3 separate regions of the Sus scrofa genome follow, and regions 1 and 3 are each linked to region 2. The links are chromatin contacts, called in public HiChIP or PLAC-seq maps. All regions are on one chromosome and are shown on one strand. The core of a region is the stretch at or near the end of the contact, and the rest is flanking DNA. Distances in the headings are between cores, read along the strand shown. Region 1 overlaps PISD (phosphatidylserine decarboxylase). Region 2 holds the start of DEPDC5 (DEP domain-containing protein 5). Region 3 holds the start of YWHAH (14-3-3 protein eta).

Region 1 (4,917 bases), core at 493-2,992, 110 kb before region 2:
TGCCCTCTGTACCTGCGATGGCCTCTGGAGGCCAACCCAGAGCTTTCTCCCTCTCTGGTTCCCTGGATGCAACTTGTGGGGCTCAGGCTTGTATGAGGAGCCTGCAAGGAGGGTGCCCTAAGGTACAGACACATTCCCTCTCCCCCGAGAGTCTCAAGGATACTCTGTGGAGGCAAGTTTGGAGCTGTGACCAGTAGGACTTTAAAGTCATTACCTGGCCTAAGGGCCAGCCATGCGGAACATGAGAACTCAGAGTGGCTTTGGTGGGAGACAAGAACAATCTGGTTACTCGATCCTGGCCGTCCTCCCCCAACCCTCGGCCTGAGAGCTGGAAAAGGTCTTGCAAGTCACAGGTGCTCTCTGGGTCTCAGTTTCCTCGTCTTCTGGAAATGCGAAGGGTCCTTCCTCTTGCTCACCCACAACTCTGCTCAGAAACTTCACGCCTCTCTCTCACCCAAGAGCTTAGTGCAGATATGGTTCCCGACACCTTCTGTCCCCCTCAAAACCCATGCTCTGGGAGGGCAGAAGTTTGCTACCACTGGGAAGATGGAAGGAACAGGGCAGGGGCAGCAGTTCTGAGAGGAGCCGAAACCAAAGGAGCAGCAACAGAACAGGAAGCGATGGCACAATAGGACCGTGTTAGGGGGACAGGCTGCTCTGGGGATTCACATGTGAGCAGTACTGCAACATCCCCGCCCACCCCTCACTGTCCAGGACGAAGGCCTTGCAGCCCTGCACATGTGCAGCCTGCAAAAACACAAGAATGTGCTCCCACTCCCTGAGTAGAAAGCTCAATGGGTGCCAGCTACCTGGCCTGAAGCCTCGACTGAAACCCCCAGTGTCCCCAAATCCAGAGGCCCAGGCCTTACTTGCTGGGCACACTCCCACTCTGTAGGGCAGGGCTGCCAGGCATCTGTGTCCTGGTGGGACCACGAATCATTCCTCCCCCAAGTTTCAGGGCTAGAAGCAGACAAAATGTCAGAAATAGAGAACCAGGAAAATGGATTCTCCCTGGCAAAACGGGTGAGCCATCTTGGGGAAACCTTGGGTGAGAGAAGAAGAAGCAAAGACCAGGGTCCAGAGGTGCCTCTTTCAAGGGTGGTAGAGGTGGGGACAGAACTTGGCAGGGGTCCTTCTTAAATTCCCCCAAGGAAAGGAACCTTCTCTGCGGCAATCCTTGGCACTGGTGGGAATGGGGTTCTGTCACACCCTCCCCCCCCTGGGAGGTACCAGGTGACAATCACAGCACGTATGGGTCCCACTGAGGTACTATGCTGCTCTCCCTCCTCCGGCGCCCACCCCAGGCCCCTCGGACAGGAAATGGGCCTGGAGCTCTGGGCGCAGGACACAGAGCTGCCGGCAAGGCCAGCATTTCCCTTTTCTGAGCGTGGGGCGAGGAGATGCTACAGGATGCGGAGGAAGTGAGCTCATCGGGCCGGCCCCATGACCCACCGTGTGGGGCCCGGGAAGCCACAGCTCGACCGGGGCAGTGGGGCGGGCTCCTCCGTCCCTAAGAAGTAACAGGAGACCCGTACCCCGGGACCCGGACGGCCTCCAGGATCCTTTAGCAGGTCTACCAGCTGCGCGGGGCAAGGAGGCTCACTCACCGGCAGGTAGTCCGCGGCTCGGCTCAGCTTCCGCGCCGCCTGCTGCCTACTCGGTTTCCGACTCGACTCGCAGGGAGGTGCCGCTCCGCGGAAGCCGGGCTGCGGGCGGCGAGCGAGGGCTCGGGCTCCAGCCACTCAGGCCGCTAGGGGGCGGGGGCAGGAGGCCTGCCACCAAGCTCGTCAGCCGCGCCCCGCCCCTCAGCACGGGGTCCCTTTAAGGGGAGGGGCGAGGCGAGGGGAACGGCGGGAACATGCAACCGGCTGCCGGGGTCACAGGGTTTCCCGGGGCCATCTCCACGGGCTGGGGACTGGGCAGCCGACCCTACTCCCACGCGCCCCTCCAGCCCACGCGAGGGCCTCCACGTGCTGCTGACTACACCGAGGGCCAGCTGCTCGAGACAGCAAAAAGCCACCTCCAGCCACCTTTTCTACCCCCCCACCAGCTGCACAGCAGGTGTCTAAGCCCTCGCTCCTCTCCACACTCCACACAGAACATGAGGCTGCTTCCTATTCCGCCTCCTCTGCTCCAGGAAGTCACACCAGACACAAAAAATCCCCCAGTGCAGAACAGCAAAGAAGACCCAGTGGGCAAGGTCCAGACCCGCCCTGCACGCAGGCTTCCTCTCTGGGATCAAAACCTGTGGGGTGATTCTCGACTTATCTTTCTACCCCGTTAGGTGATAGGGCTCCAGCCTGTGGGGTAAGAACCCTACCCTCATACCCACCAGAAGCACTCAGTCAACACGAATGGAATGAACCAACTTAACACTTTTTAGGGGAGGAGTAGGATCTGGCCAGGAAAACCACCACTACTCTACCCCCAAAAGGATGTGGAATCCAGGGCCCTGATTTGTTGAACAAAGGTACAACCTCAGCTTCTTCTGACCACTGGGAATTTAGTTTCTAGAGCAACATTAGAACAGGGAAGAGAGCCTACAGGGCTTGTGACGAGATGGGCAGCTGAGCCAAGGAAGCCTAAGAGAGGACAAAGTGGCATGCAGACACAGCCCCACATACCCGACGCCTCATCAAGATCCAGCCCAACCAATTGTTCAACCTGGGACACCACAGGGGGGAAAGGGGGAGAAGATGGGTAGGGTCCTACCTCATGGACTTCCATGACATTCAACACCTACAATGCGCCAGTAGGAACACGGAGGCAGCAGGGTGCACAGGGCTGACAAATACCTTACCTACACTTCAGTCTCCTTGCCCTGGCCTGCAGCATTCTCAGCTCCCAGTGAGACTTCAGACCCCTCTCACCTCAGAGCTCCAACCAAATACCTCATGAGAGGGGATAAAGGGATTGAAAGCACAGGAAGATGCTGACACAGAATCCTAGCAACAACCAGAAATCTGGGAAGACCATTCTGACTTCCCCTAAGGCTGCAGTGCATCCAGAACAGACCCAGCCCATGTTATACCTCAGGGGAAAAACGAGTCTATGGATCTAAAGCTCGGATTCTCATTTGCTGAGCAGCCTCTGGAGTGCTGATGCTCTCTACTGTAAAATGACCAACGGGCCATTCCATGCCTATCAGAACTCCTCAGTAACCTCTTAAAGCCTCTCCGGCTGATTGGTGTTTAGCAAACTCATAAATCAGCCCATGGGCATGCCCTGAGACTAGCTCTCACCACCTTCTAACCTGTTCTCCACCATATATTTCTCAGTAGGGAAATGCTTTTTGGATTCCAGACCATACTTCACAGGATTTCTGGGGAAAACAAAAAACCATTTGGCAGGTTTATTTCAAACCTCAAATAAAGACTCTCTGGGCAGCCAGCCACACTCCGTCCTCCCATTTGATTTGGACTCCCCTAAGCGGGAGTGCCCCCTAGCGCTACTGCAAGGCTCTGCAGGCCCCAGGTCACCTGGCCCCCAGCACCTGTGGACAGGCCTCTCCCCTCAGGGCAACCCACTGCCGCTCCCTGCAGTGTGAACTCCATGTCCCACTGTGCCAGGGGTTGGAAGGTAGCAGCGGGACAGGGTGGCAGGTGCTCCCTACTAGTTTGCATTCCCTGGGGGGCGGCAGCTGAGGCCCCTTGAGGAAGACAGGTGATGGCTAGAACGAAGAGCCAGGTTATCAGCCTCACAGAAGCCTGAGTAAGGAGCCCAGAAGAGCAAGAAGCACCCTCAGGTGATTTTTTAATCCAAAGGCTTCTTATAGCCCTGCCAAATTCTCCCTTTGCATTTGTCAATGTTTCTGAGCTGCCCGGGACTTTTCCCAGGCAGCGAGGAGGGTGCAGCAAGACAGGAAGACAAAGTGCTCGAGGTGGAATAAGCCTCTGGCCCTGAGCCCTCCGCTGTGCTCCCAAGTGGTCCAGACACAGAGCAGCCCCTGGGCTGGCAGAGCCCGGGGAGAGGAAAGGCTGGAGTAGCTGCCACCATTCCTGGCAGGTACCTTGAAGGAAGGCCCTGAGATGTCCTCCTACCCCAGAATAAGCCTAGGATTCTCTGAGGGCAGAGCTGGGCAGGTGGGAGGGTCTACTGCCCGCCAACTGACTGACTGCTGATTTTAAGAACTGTAATTGTTTTCTCAACACCTGTTGGGTAAGAAGTAAAATAGAACTTATTGACTCTCTACCCCCTGCCACATGGGACTAAGTATTTACACATACATCATTCTCATTTCACAACTTCATGAGGGATTTGGCAGCAGCATGTTTACAGAGGGGAACAATAAAGCTATAATAATTACAGGAAGTTTAAAAACATGTAAATGTGTTCAACACTGTCCAGGGTCGTGGACCATGGAGCAGAGAAGGATGCTGAGTACAGGCCCATGGATGGGCGACATGGGCAATAACACAGTGATGGAACAGGCTGATATGGTTTTACTCCTTTCCATGGCTGGAAGGCTGCACCATACATTTAAAAAAATACTAAACTGAGGCCAGAAACAAGGAAGCGGTGCTAAAGTAGGTAGGGCTCCTGCCTGGGGCCTGCTGTCCACACTGCTGCTTCTCAAACCCGACCTCGCCCAGGCCCACGGCAGGGCCCAGACAAGTGTTCCTCAGTCAGGTCAGGTACAGAATGAAGTGTTCCAGGGTGAAGTTTCATAATGTCTGCAATGTACTTACAAACGGCTCAGAGAAAAAGTACATATATACAGAAGACAAAGCAGATATGCTAAAAGAGTAACCACCTGGTCAGTCAAGTGGTGCTGTGTGTAGGTAACTCTTCTCTCAACTTTTCTTCTCTGTTCAAAAGTGTTCACAATAAAAAAAAAAAAAAAAAAAAAAAAAAAAAAAAGGAAGATTTAAGTTACAGAAAAACCTCTAAATTCTACTGCTGGGGAGAAAAAAACCA
Region 2 (5,011 bases), core at 763-3,262:
AAACGTGGATTTTTGTATTAATTCTTATTTTTTAATCAAATTATTGTTTATCTTGCTGAGTTTTCTGGCATCCCATTAACTTTTTGTGCCTTTAGTAAGGCAAGTGCCTTCATTAGCCTCACCTACCTCACCATAGCCTCAGCCTTGTTTCTAGCTCTGTATTAAGCACAAAGGGATCCCAAAGAAGCACCATCTATATCATTCAATGCTTTAAAAGTTGGGGAGAGCCAGTTCCCTGATAAAATCCATGCTTTTGGTTATATTTATATGGCGCTCTAATTTTTTGTTTTTAATTTCAAAGATCTAATGTAACATGTCCTTCACCTCATTTGGCCCTCAAATACCTTGGGGAGGATGAAAACAACCACTTTGTATTCCGACCTGAGAGGGGAGAAATTTAAGGAAAAAAGAAATATCTTGTGCAAAGCCACGCAGCTAAAAACAAATAATCCCATAAGTTATTGCAGAATAAAGGCCACTGGATCCCTAGTCTGGGTAGCTATCCCTTCCAGCCATCACTAACTTTGACCAGCTTTAGACAATTTTTTAAAATCTCAGTACTTGTCAGGACTCCCGTCATGGTTCAGTGGTTAACAAACACGACTAGAATCTGTGAGGACACAGGTTCAATCCCTGGCCTTGCTCAGTGGGTTAAAGATCTGGCGTTGCTGTGAACTGTGGTGTAGGTCACGGACGCAGCTCAGATCCTGAGTTGCTGTGGCTCTGGCAAAGGCCAGCGGCTACAGCTCCGATTGAACCCCTAGCCTAGGAACCTCCATATGCCATGGCCTTAAAAAGACCAAAAAACCCCAAGAAAACCTTGTTAAGGTTTTTTGTTTTGTTTTGTTTTGACAAATTTTTGCCAAAACTGAAATATTTGTTAACTATGAACATCCTTCAGGAGAAGGAATCAGATTCCCCTAAGGGCCAGGGACAGAGTCCCATTAACTCTGTGTGGGATGGAAGGAGTGCCCAACAGCCTCAGAGAAGACAGCCTGGGGGATCTGGGTGAACTAGCAACATAAAAATGTCTTTTATACTTAACATTTTATCCCTGAAAACTTTTGCAACTGTTGCAGTCTACCTGATTACATGTTTTCTTTACTATTAAAAAAATACAATTATTTAAGAGTTATTTAACTTCTGAATCCTAAAGTAAAATCACAGGTGGGTCTTGCTACAGGGGCCCCCTTCACCCACTCAGCAGTCTCTCTGTGGTATGCGATGCTTTTTTTTTCTTTCAACATTCAGAGAATTTCTGAAAACTGTAGGTCAGTTAGTTGGAGCTCGCAACTTGCCAGGAGCCCTTGGCCAACTTCAGTCACTGCCCACACAGCTCTGATTTTTTCCTTGAGAAGAGAAAGATCTTCAGACTGAAAACGGTTTAGGATGAGCCCTGGAGTGAGATGGGAGGATGCTGGTTAAATGCTCAGCTTTCGGAGCCAAGTTGGACTGGAGTGTCAAGATCTGTCCTTGCTCCCTTCAGAGTTGTTTCGTGTCCTCTGCCAGTTCCCTGTCTGTGAATAAGAGTGTCTCTGCCACCTAAAAAGGATGTGACAATTACATAAGTATGTCTGTGAAAGCTATGGTAGCTATTATTAAGAACCAGACAGGCACGGAACGCCACTTGGGGTTTGGAAGGATTTGAAATAGTCCTCCCCAAAGTGGATACTTCCCAGCAGGGGCTATCGCACTAGGTCGCACGTGCTCAGCCCTTTCCATTTTACAAAAATTCTCCCAGAAACTATTTTGTGCCTCAGTAGCCCTGTGAGGCCAGGCGAAGGTCCATAACTTCGTTTACAGATCCTGGGACACTCATTCGAGTTTGCCCTGTTGCGCAAATCACTAGGTCGAAAGCGAATCTCTTGGACTCGGATCTACTTCGGAACGTCTGGGAGGAAAAGCACTCCCCTTCCCCAGTCGGGAGCCATCAGACTCCCGAGTGGGAAACTACTACATGCAATCCGACCAAGAAGCTACACGCGCAGCCCCGCCCCCGGCGCGAGCCCCGGATGGGGAAGTGGCTCGGACACCGAGACGAGGCGGAGGCCCGGCCAGAGCGGCCCGGGGGTAGGGGGGTGGGGGTGGGCGGGAAGGGGGCGGTACCCAGGGGCGGAGCCACCGGAGCAGCGCGGGTTCTCAGGTGAGCGCTTGGTGGCTGGGGAGGGCCGACCGGCTCCTGGAGCTAGGGCACCGGAGCTGCACCGGCACTGAGGGCGTAGGCGGGGCGTCCGGAGGACGCACAGGGGCCCCGGCCACGGTCGGGCTCTCGGAGTCCGGGCCTCCAGCGGGAAGTGGCTCCGGAGCTGCGGGTGAGTGGAGCTGGCCGCCGGGGCCCTGGTTTGAGGATCAGGAGGGAGGGGGCCGTGGCCCAGGTTCGAATCCTGGACCCATCCCCACCCCCAAACCGCTGTGTGACCTCAGGCAAGTCTTGTCAGTCTCTGAGCCGCGGTCGCATCAGCTAGGGAATGAGGGGGGTGCGAAGAGGAACCGATGAGTTTGTGCAGCTGGAGGTTTGGTGAAGGAACCCGTGCTTTCCTTCTATTTACATTCTCCTTGCCCAGGACATCAATGGCGAAACGTGAACAGTGGGAGCGCCTCTCAGTCTCAGGAACCTGAGCAAGTCTCTTGCGCTGGCCCTCACTCTCCTCGTCTACAGAATGAGTGTGCCTAACCTCTTAAGATCTTCTTAATATTTGGCGTTGTTGGTTTAGATAGAGGCAAGGCGGTGAGTGCCTCATTCACTCCAAGTTTTCCCTTTGGTGTGTGATAAAGTATCTTCGTGGAGGTTGGGCTGGACCCTGGCCCGAATTCCCTTTCGTTCTCAGATTCGTTGGTCTGTTTGTTCTCCATCCCTCCTGATAATTGGAGGAGTGATTTCATCCAGGGAGTTGGTGTCACCGCTCAAATGATCAGGGCTAGTATTTTCACTGATCTAAAATCAAAGAACCCTTGCAAGGAAAGATCTGACATTCCAGCCTTTTTGTTTGTGTTTCAGTGTCAGGGAGGCAAGATGATTTCGCTCCCCCAAGCTTGGAACAGCTGAAGGAAACAACAGTACAAGATGAGAACAACAAAGGTCTACAAACTCGTCATCCACAAGAAGGGCTTTGGGGGCAGTGGTCAGTATTGACTGGTCTTCGGAGGTTGTGTAATTTGGCTGAGGTACTAGTGTGTCTCTGGTGCCTTGAAATTTACACACTGACTCATGTGACAGTTGGGGCTAGGCAGGCAATTTAACAGAGTGAAGCAGCAAGTGTAATACCATAGCAAGGAGGGTAGCAGGACCAGGGAGAGCACAGGTTCCTTCTGCAAGCATTTTTATTTGCATTTTAAGGCACATTGTGAATATTGCCAGCTTACTACTCTTCATTTGTTTGGATATTTATTTATTTATATTTTTGCTTTTTTTTTTTAAGGGATGCTCCCACAGTATATGGAAGTTCCTAGGCTAGGGGTTGAACTGGAGCTACAGCTGCTGGCCTATGCCACAGCCACAGTGATGCGGGATCCAAGCTGTGTCTACCACCTTCACCACAGCTCATGGCAACGCTGGATCCCCAACACACTGAGCAAGGTCAGGGATTGAACCTGCATCCTCATGGATACTAGTTGGGTTTGTTTCTGCTGTACCACAATGGGAATTCCTATTTGGGTGTTTTGTTTTGTTTTGTTTTGTTTTTTAATTTTAGTTGATGTATAGTTGATTTACAATGTTGTGTTTGTTTCAGGTGCATTGAAAAGTGATTCATTCAGCATATATGTGTATATATGAGTATATATGTATGTATAAATATTTTTCAGATTTTTTTTCTGTTATAGGCTATTACAATATATTGAATATAGTTCCTTGTGCTATACATTAGGTGCTGGTTGATTTGTTTGTATTTTTTATTAACTGTTTACTGTACAATTCATAAAATTTCGGTCTCCACTGGTTTGGCAGATAAAGAAAAATTTATGTTTGATGAGAGAGAAGTAGTGGATATACATAAGACAGGTGTGATCAAAGCATGAACCTTTGCCTGACTCTGAGGCACTTTGAGACTGGGCAGGACACAGCATGTTATCCTGCTTTAAACCAGAATCCAGGTATCAGCTCTGCCTCTAATTTTCCCTGTGACCTTGGGCAAGCTCCTAGTTTACCTTACCAACAAATTCAAGCTCTTTATTAGAATAGTTTCTTTGTTTCCCTTAGCACCTTGAGTCTATGAATCTGCAGAATAGGAAAGTACTCATATGAATTTTTTTGGGGGGAGAGTAAATAAGTTTCCCTCTGTCCTAATAACCTTATTTACTTTAGAAACTGGAATAACACAGTGAGTGTTTTTAAAATTGTATTTTAGTATGCATTTGCTCCTGTGTTATACATGTCTAAGCCTCCCAAAGGCAAGGACTGCCCAAAAGGGAAAATGATAGTTTCTATATCATAAGGTCTTATTGGGATTGAGTAAAATGGTGTATGTAAAGTATTCAGAGAGTACCAGGCTCCTTAGAGCTGCTCAATAAATGTAGCCATTGTAATTACCCGGACAAGGATAACACCAGGCATTGCTATATTTAAAACCCAATTTCAGCTAAAACCACAGTCTGTTATTAAGACTGTACTTTGTATGCAGTTGAGGCTGCCTAAATGTTTGTGGAGCAGAACTGAACAGATAGCAGAAAGTACTTTTGACAGAGGAAAGGATACAAAGAAACAGTATATACAGTGTATGTACAATGTATGCGAGTCTGCTTTTTCATATGTATAAGACAAAGATTGCTGGGTGCTATAACAAATCTGCTGCAGGACTATAAAGAAAAAATGCATCCACCAGTATTACTCAGCTGTAAAAAACAATGAGACATTGTCATTTGCAGCAACACAGATGAACCTAGAGATTATTATGCTTTAGTGAAATGTCAGAGAAAAACAAATACTGTATGATATCTACTTATATGTATAATATAAAAAATAATGCAAATGAATGTATATGCCAAACAGAAACAGACTCACAGACATAGAAAA
Region 3 (4,375 bases), core at 1,795-4,294, 120 kb after region 2:
AAAAGGAGAGTCACACTTTGATCCCTTCTTAGTTCACACCTCAAGACAGTGTGGGGCCACCAAGCCCAGGAATCTGACAGATTTGAGCTTGAATCCTGGCTCTGCTGATTACTAGTTGAGTGATCTTGATACAAGTCACGGTGCATCTTCAAGGCCAGTCTCATCTGTAAGATGGGAGTGGAAGCCCTACCTAATTTACAGAGGTATCTGGGGGGAAGAAATATGCCAGTCTCTGTAAGGTACCTGGCCCGGTGCTGGCAATGTGGTTGGGTTCCCTTCAAGAGCAGGTGTGGATGAGGTTGCCCAGGATAGGGCAGAGGGGTGGGGCAGAGTTCTGAGGAACCCCCATGTTTCAGGGTAGGCTGAGAAGACCAACTCACACAGGAGACAAAAGAGGAGCAGCCAGGGCAGCAGAGAGAAGTCAGGCTAGTGCAGGGTCATGGAGCTAAGAGCCTGTCAAGGAAGGGAGAGCAGTTGTGCCCAGTGCAGCCAAGAGGGCCGGGAAGGTGAGGACTGTGCAGTGACATTGGATTGGTGGCCACAGTGAGGGTTCCGTAGGTTGGAGGAGTGGGGTACAGCCAGAGTACATTGGGCTGAGGGGTGGGTGGGAGGTGAGGAAGTAGGGACAGTGTAGTTGGTGAAAAGGAAAGAAAAGCTTTATGGGAGAACCGAAGTGTCTCCCATTTGACATTCATGAATGTCCAAATCAGTTATTTAGAATGCTCTAGTCTACCTGATTTTTACTGCTCTGAAATCAATCTCTGTCCAACATGATCAGAAGCTAGAAGGGCTCTAACTCCTCTCAGGGCTGGAAGAAACTGTGGAGGTGCCCCCAGTGCTGGCCGGCTGCCCACATCTCACAGAACCCATCCTCATGGAGCCCACAGTGGATAATGTTACTATCTCTCACACCCCTTAAAGATATTCACTAAGGGAAAAATCAGCCTGGTTTGCTAACCTCAATTCCATCCATGTGTAGTTAACAAAGGTAACTCTTCAAAGCCTGAGGTGGGGACTTCTTCCCAGACACACAAATGCTGTGTCATGGGTCCTGAGTCCTCACTGTAGCAGCAGAGAGATAGTGGCCCCGGAGGCAGGAGACCTGGTATGGGAGACCCAGCTCTGCTCACTGGCCATGCAAACTGCAGCCAGCCTCTCCTCCTCCCCAGACCTCAGCTTCCCCTTACTTGGGATAAGGGGTTGGACAGTGGTGAGTCTAAGGGTCCTGCCAGCTCTGACATTCCAGGATTTCTTCTCTTCTACAGTGCCTTAAACAGTCTTTCAAGTCCAATTTTCCCAGATTGTAAAACAGAGGTTCAGAAAAGGCCCACTCTCCAGTTCCTTCTCCTTTGTTTTTTTGTTTTGTTTTGTTTTTCATCTTTTTGCCATTTCTTGGACCGCTTCCGGGCATATGGAGGTTCCCAGGCTAGGGGTCTAATCGGAGCTGTAGCTGCCAGCCTAAACCACAGCCACAGCAACTCGGGATCCTACACCACAGCTCGCGGCATCGCCGGATCATTAACCCACTGAGCAAGGGCAGGGACCGAACCTGCAACCTCATGGTTCCTAGTCGGATTCGTTAACCACTGTGCCAGGACGGGAACTCCTCCTCTCTCTCCTTTCTAATGCATCTGACTCTCCAAAGTAAGACTCCTGGCCTGAAATGTGGCTTCCATGCCTCTGGTGGTTCCCAACTACCTAGGGATGCTTCAGATCTTCAGCCTGGCATTGAAAACACTCCACAGTCTTGTTTTTTACCTCACCTCATGTCCCACTGCCCGACCTTTCTCACCATTTTGTTTTTATCTTCACTGCCAAGGCTTTGTCTTTGCAGACCCCACTCTCTCCCACCTTTTCCCTGACATTATCTGGACCAGCTTACCTCCTTTGGGGTATTCAGACATCTGCTTCTCCGAGACAGGGGCTGCGTCTTAACTCTTTTTTTTTTTTTTCTTTTTTTTCTTTTTTGTCCTCCCCTGGGCATACGGAATTCCTGGGCCAGGGATCCAGTGCTAGATCCTTAAGCCACTGTACCAGGCTGGGGATTAAACCTGCATTCCAGCCCTCCCAAGATGACCTCATTGAGCCACAGAGAGAACTGAGTGTCCTACTCATTCTGCACCTACTCTTTCCCCCAGTGTTGAGCATGCAGTAGGTGCTCAATAAAATTCTCAGAGAACCTCAGGCCCCTTCTCCTGCACTGCCCTTCGCATGGTATACTAGGTCTGGTCATGCTTTAGTTATTGGGATTTTCCTCTCTTGTCCGAGGCCCAGCCCTGGGCCTGGCACCAGGGTTCCTCAGCGTGGAACGCCAGGACTGGCTCAGTGACCAGCGGGTCCACTCTCCTCTTTGCCACTTTACAGGCCAACAGTAACCTTGAGCAACTCACACTGGTCTGGCTTTGAAAAAAGAGGCCAGCTGTACCCACTGGCCTGAGTTGTGAGCATCAGATACGATCGTGCCTGGAAAGGCCTAGCACTGGGCCAGCTCCTAGCAGGTGTGTCACGAAGGTTATCCGCCTCAGCCGGGCCGGTCAGTCCCTCCTCCCGCGTAAAGGCACAGTCTGCACAAGGCCACTCCCTAGGGTGGAGGCGCAGTGAATGAATGTGTTGTGGGGTGGGGGTGGGGGGGACGTTAGGCGGGACCGACTCTAATCTGCCAGCGCAGACCCAAGTGCTGGGTGTGGCCCTGCGAAGCCGAACGGTTAGACTGGGCGGGGGCGGGTCCAGACCGCCCGTCGGGCATGCGGCCTCCTGGCTTCCCCAAGCGCTAGTTTTATTTGCTTTGGAGTCCCTTCTCAATCTAGTGCTCTAACATGGGTTCAGAAGCACCTTTCCGGGTGGGGCCGTGACAGTGCGCTGCCAGCGGAGCAGCCATCTCCCGGCCCCTTCCCCGATCTCTGCAGTCCCCACCCCAGCGGTCCCCTCTTCACCTCCACCTCTGCGGTGGTAAAATGCAGCACTCGCACGGCGCCTGCGCGGCTTTGGGGCGGGGCGGTGGTCGCAGCTATTTATAGTAGCTGACGTCACCTTGAAATAGACCGTTAGGGCCGGCCCGCCCTTCCCCCCTCCCACTTGCGCCGCTCCGCGCCGCCCGGCCCTGCCCCTCCCACTGCGCAGGCGTCCTCCCATCCGCCCATCCCCCCGCGTGACCGCCTGTCCTCTCTCGGCGGCGTCCGCGGTGCGAGCCACAGCGCGCGAGGCGAGCCAGCGAGAGGTCGATCGGTGCTGCCTGCTGCTTGTAGCCTAGGCGGGCCGGCGAGCCAGTGCGCGTGCGCGGCGGCGGCCTCCGCGGCGACCGGGAGCGGACGCGCGGGCTAGCAAGCGAGTGGAGCTGGGCGCGAGGCGAGGCCGAGCCATAGCGACATGGGGGACCGCGAACAGCTGCTGCAGCGGGCGCGGCTGGCCGAGCAGGCGGAGCGCTACGACGACATGGCCTCCGCCATGAAGGCGGTGAGCGCGCCGGACGCCCGGGCGGCCGGCCGGGGGCCCGACGCAGGGGAAGGGTGGGCAACCAGGCGGCTGCTCCCTCCAGGCCTGGGGCGACCCCGCCGCCCCGCTGGGCGCGGCCACCCGCCCGCACACCGCGCTTCCCGCGCCCGCCGCGCGCCCCGCCATTTCCTGCGGCCGGGCCCTGGTGGGGTTTCTAGGGAGGGGGTGCGGCGGTGACCCCGCGGGCGGGCCATCTGGTGGTCGGGGGTCGCCATATCCCAGCTCGGACCACAGGTGAGGGAGGGTGCCCGTGGGAAGGTGAGGGAGTCACATTTCTCCTTCTGGATATTTCTGTCGGGCTGGGGCACCCCCTCTTTTCTCCACACCCCAACTTGTAATAAAGAATCACCTAGTGAGTGGCGCCCTGTCTCTCATGGTTTCCGCTGCCACTACCTGCAGTCGGTGTAATTCCGATCCGTTTTTGCTCCGCTCGCTGGAATCGTTCTGGTTCCATCCTCCCACGCCCGGGGTCCGCATTGTGTGCGGAGACCCCCCCCCTCCCCCCCGCAAGCCGGCGGGAGGGTGGCGGGCGTGTGGCTCCTTCCAGGTTGGATGCGGCACCCATCTGCTTGGAGACTAAAACGGGTCGTGACTCCTGGGCGGGCCGAGCCCGTGTACCTTTGCCTTGCCGAGACCCTCAGAGACCTGTCTGCAGCTCGATTTCCGGGGAAGGAGCCTTTGCCGACCACACCCTGGCAAATGCCCTGGATTAGATACCACCTGCGTGCCTGAGACTTAGGGTTGTGGCGAACTCCTCGCTAACCTCGTCTCCGCGCATTATTTCACGTTTTCTCCAAATGAACATTACTTCCCTCTGCGTCAAGGTCACACGGGTATAGCCACAGCTGCGGCCACCAACCTGCCATGTTCACCCAGTGTTCCA

What was found. HiChIP or PLAC-seq counts read pairs in DNA pulled down with a chosen protein or histone mark.
Region 1: a contact with region 2 is called in an H3K27ac HiChIP or PLAC-seq map of alveolar macrophages. The contact joins the enhancer-like site here to the promoter of DEPDC5 in region 2. A contact is called at or near these places in 2 of 5 promoter capture datasets (both in liver), 4 of 47 Hi-C or Micro-C datasets (heart right ventricle, liver, skeletal muscle and 1 more) and 2 of 2 datasets of contacts at active chromatin or transcription factors (alveolar macrophages and skeletal muscle).
Region 3: a contact with region 2 is called in an H3K27ac HiChIP or PLAC-seq map of alveolar macrophages. The contact joins the promoter of YWHAH here to the promoter of DEPDC5 in region 2. A contact is called at or near these places in 3 of 5 promoter capture datasets (fetal liver, fetal skeletal muscle and liver), 19 of 47 Hi-C or Micro-C datasets (alveolar macrophages, blood, brain and 13 more) and 2 of 2 datasets of contacts at active chromatin or transcription factors (alveolar macrophages and skeletal muscle).

The regions. Positions count from the first base shown.
Region 1 is chr14:48,311,434-48,316,350 of Sscrofa11.1, forward strand. The region is part of intron 3 of PISD (phosphatidylserine decarboxylase); the gene reads right to left. Among named protein-coding and RNA genes, the nearest start is that of PISD, 28 kb to the right of the region's middle. Within about 2 kb of position 1,743, at least 41 of the 83 cell types and tissues checked have an H3K27ac peak or open chromatin away from gene starts, as enhancers often do. A contact at or near this core is called in alveolar macrophages, liver and skeletal muscle, where this site is marked.
Region 2 is chr14:48,419,776-48,424,786 of Sscrofa11.1, forward strand. It overlaps DEPDC5 (DEP domain-containing protein 5), which reads left to right and starts at 2,013. Exons shown (of 42, transcript XM_013983091.2): 1 at 2,013-2,143; 2 at 2,999-3,122. The coding sequence starts at 3,065.
Region 3 is chr14:48,540,987-48,545,361 of Sscrofa11.1, forward strand. It overlaps YWHAH (14-3-3 protein eta), which reads left to right and starts at 3,045. Exons shown (of 2, transcript XM_001928076.4): 1 at 3,045-3,453. The coding sequence starts at 3,367.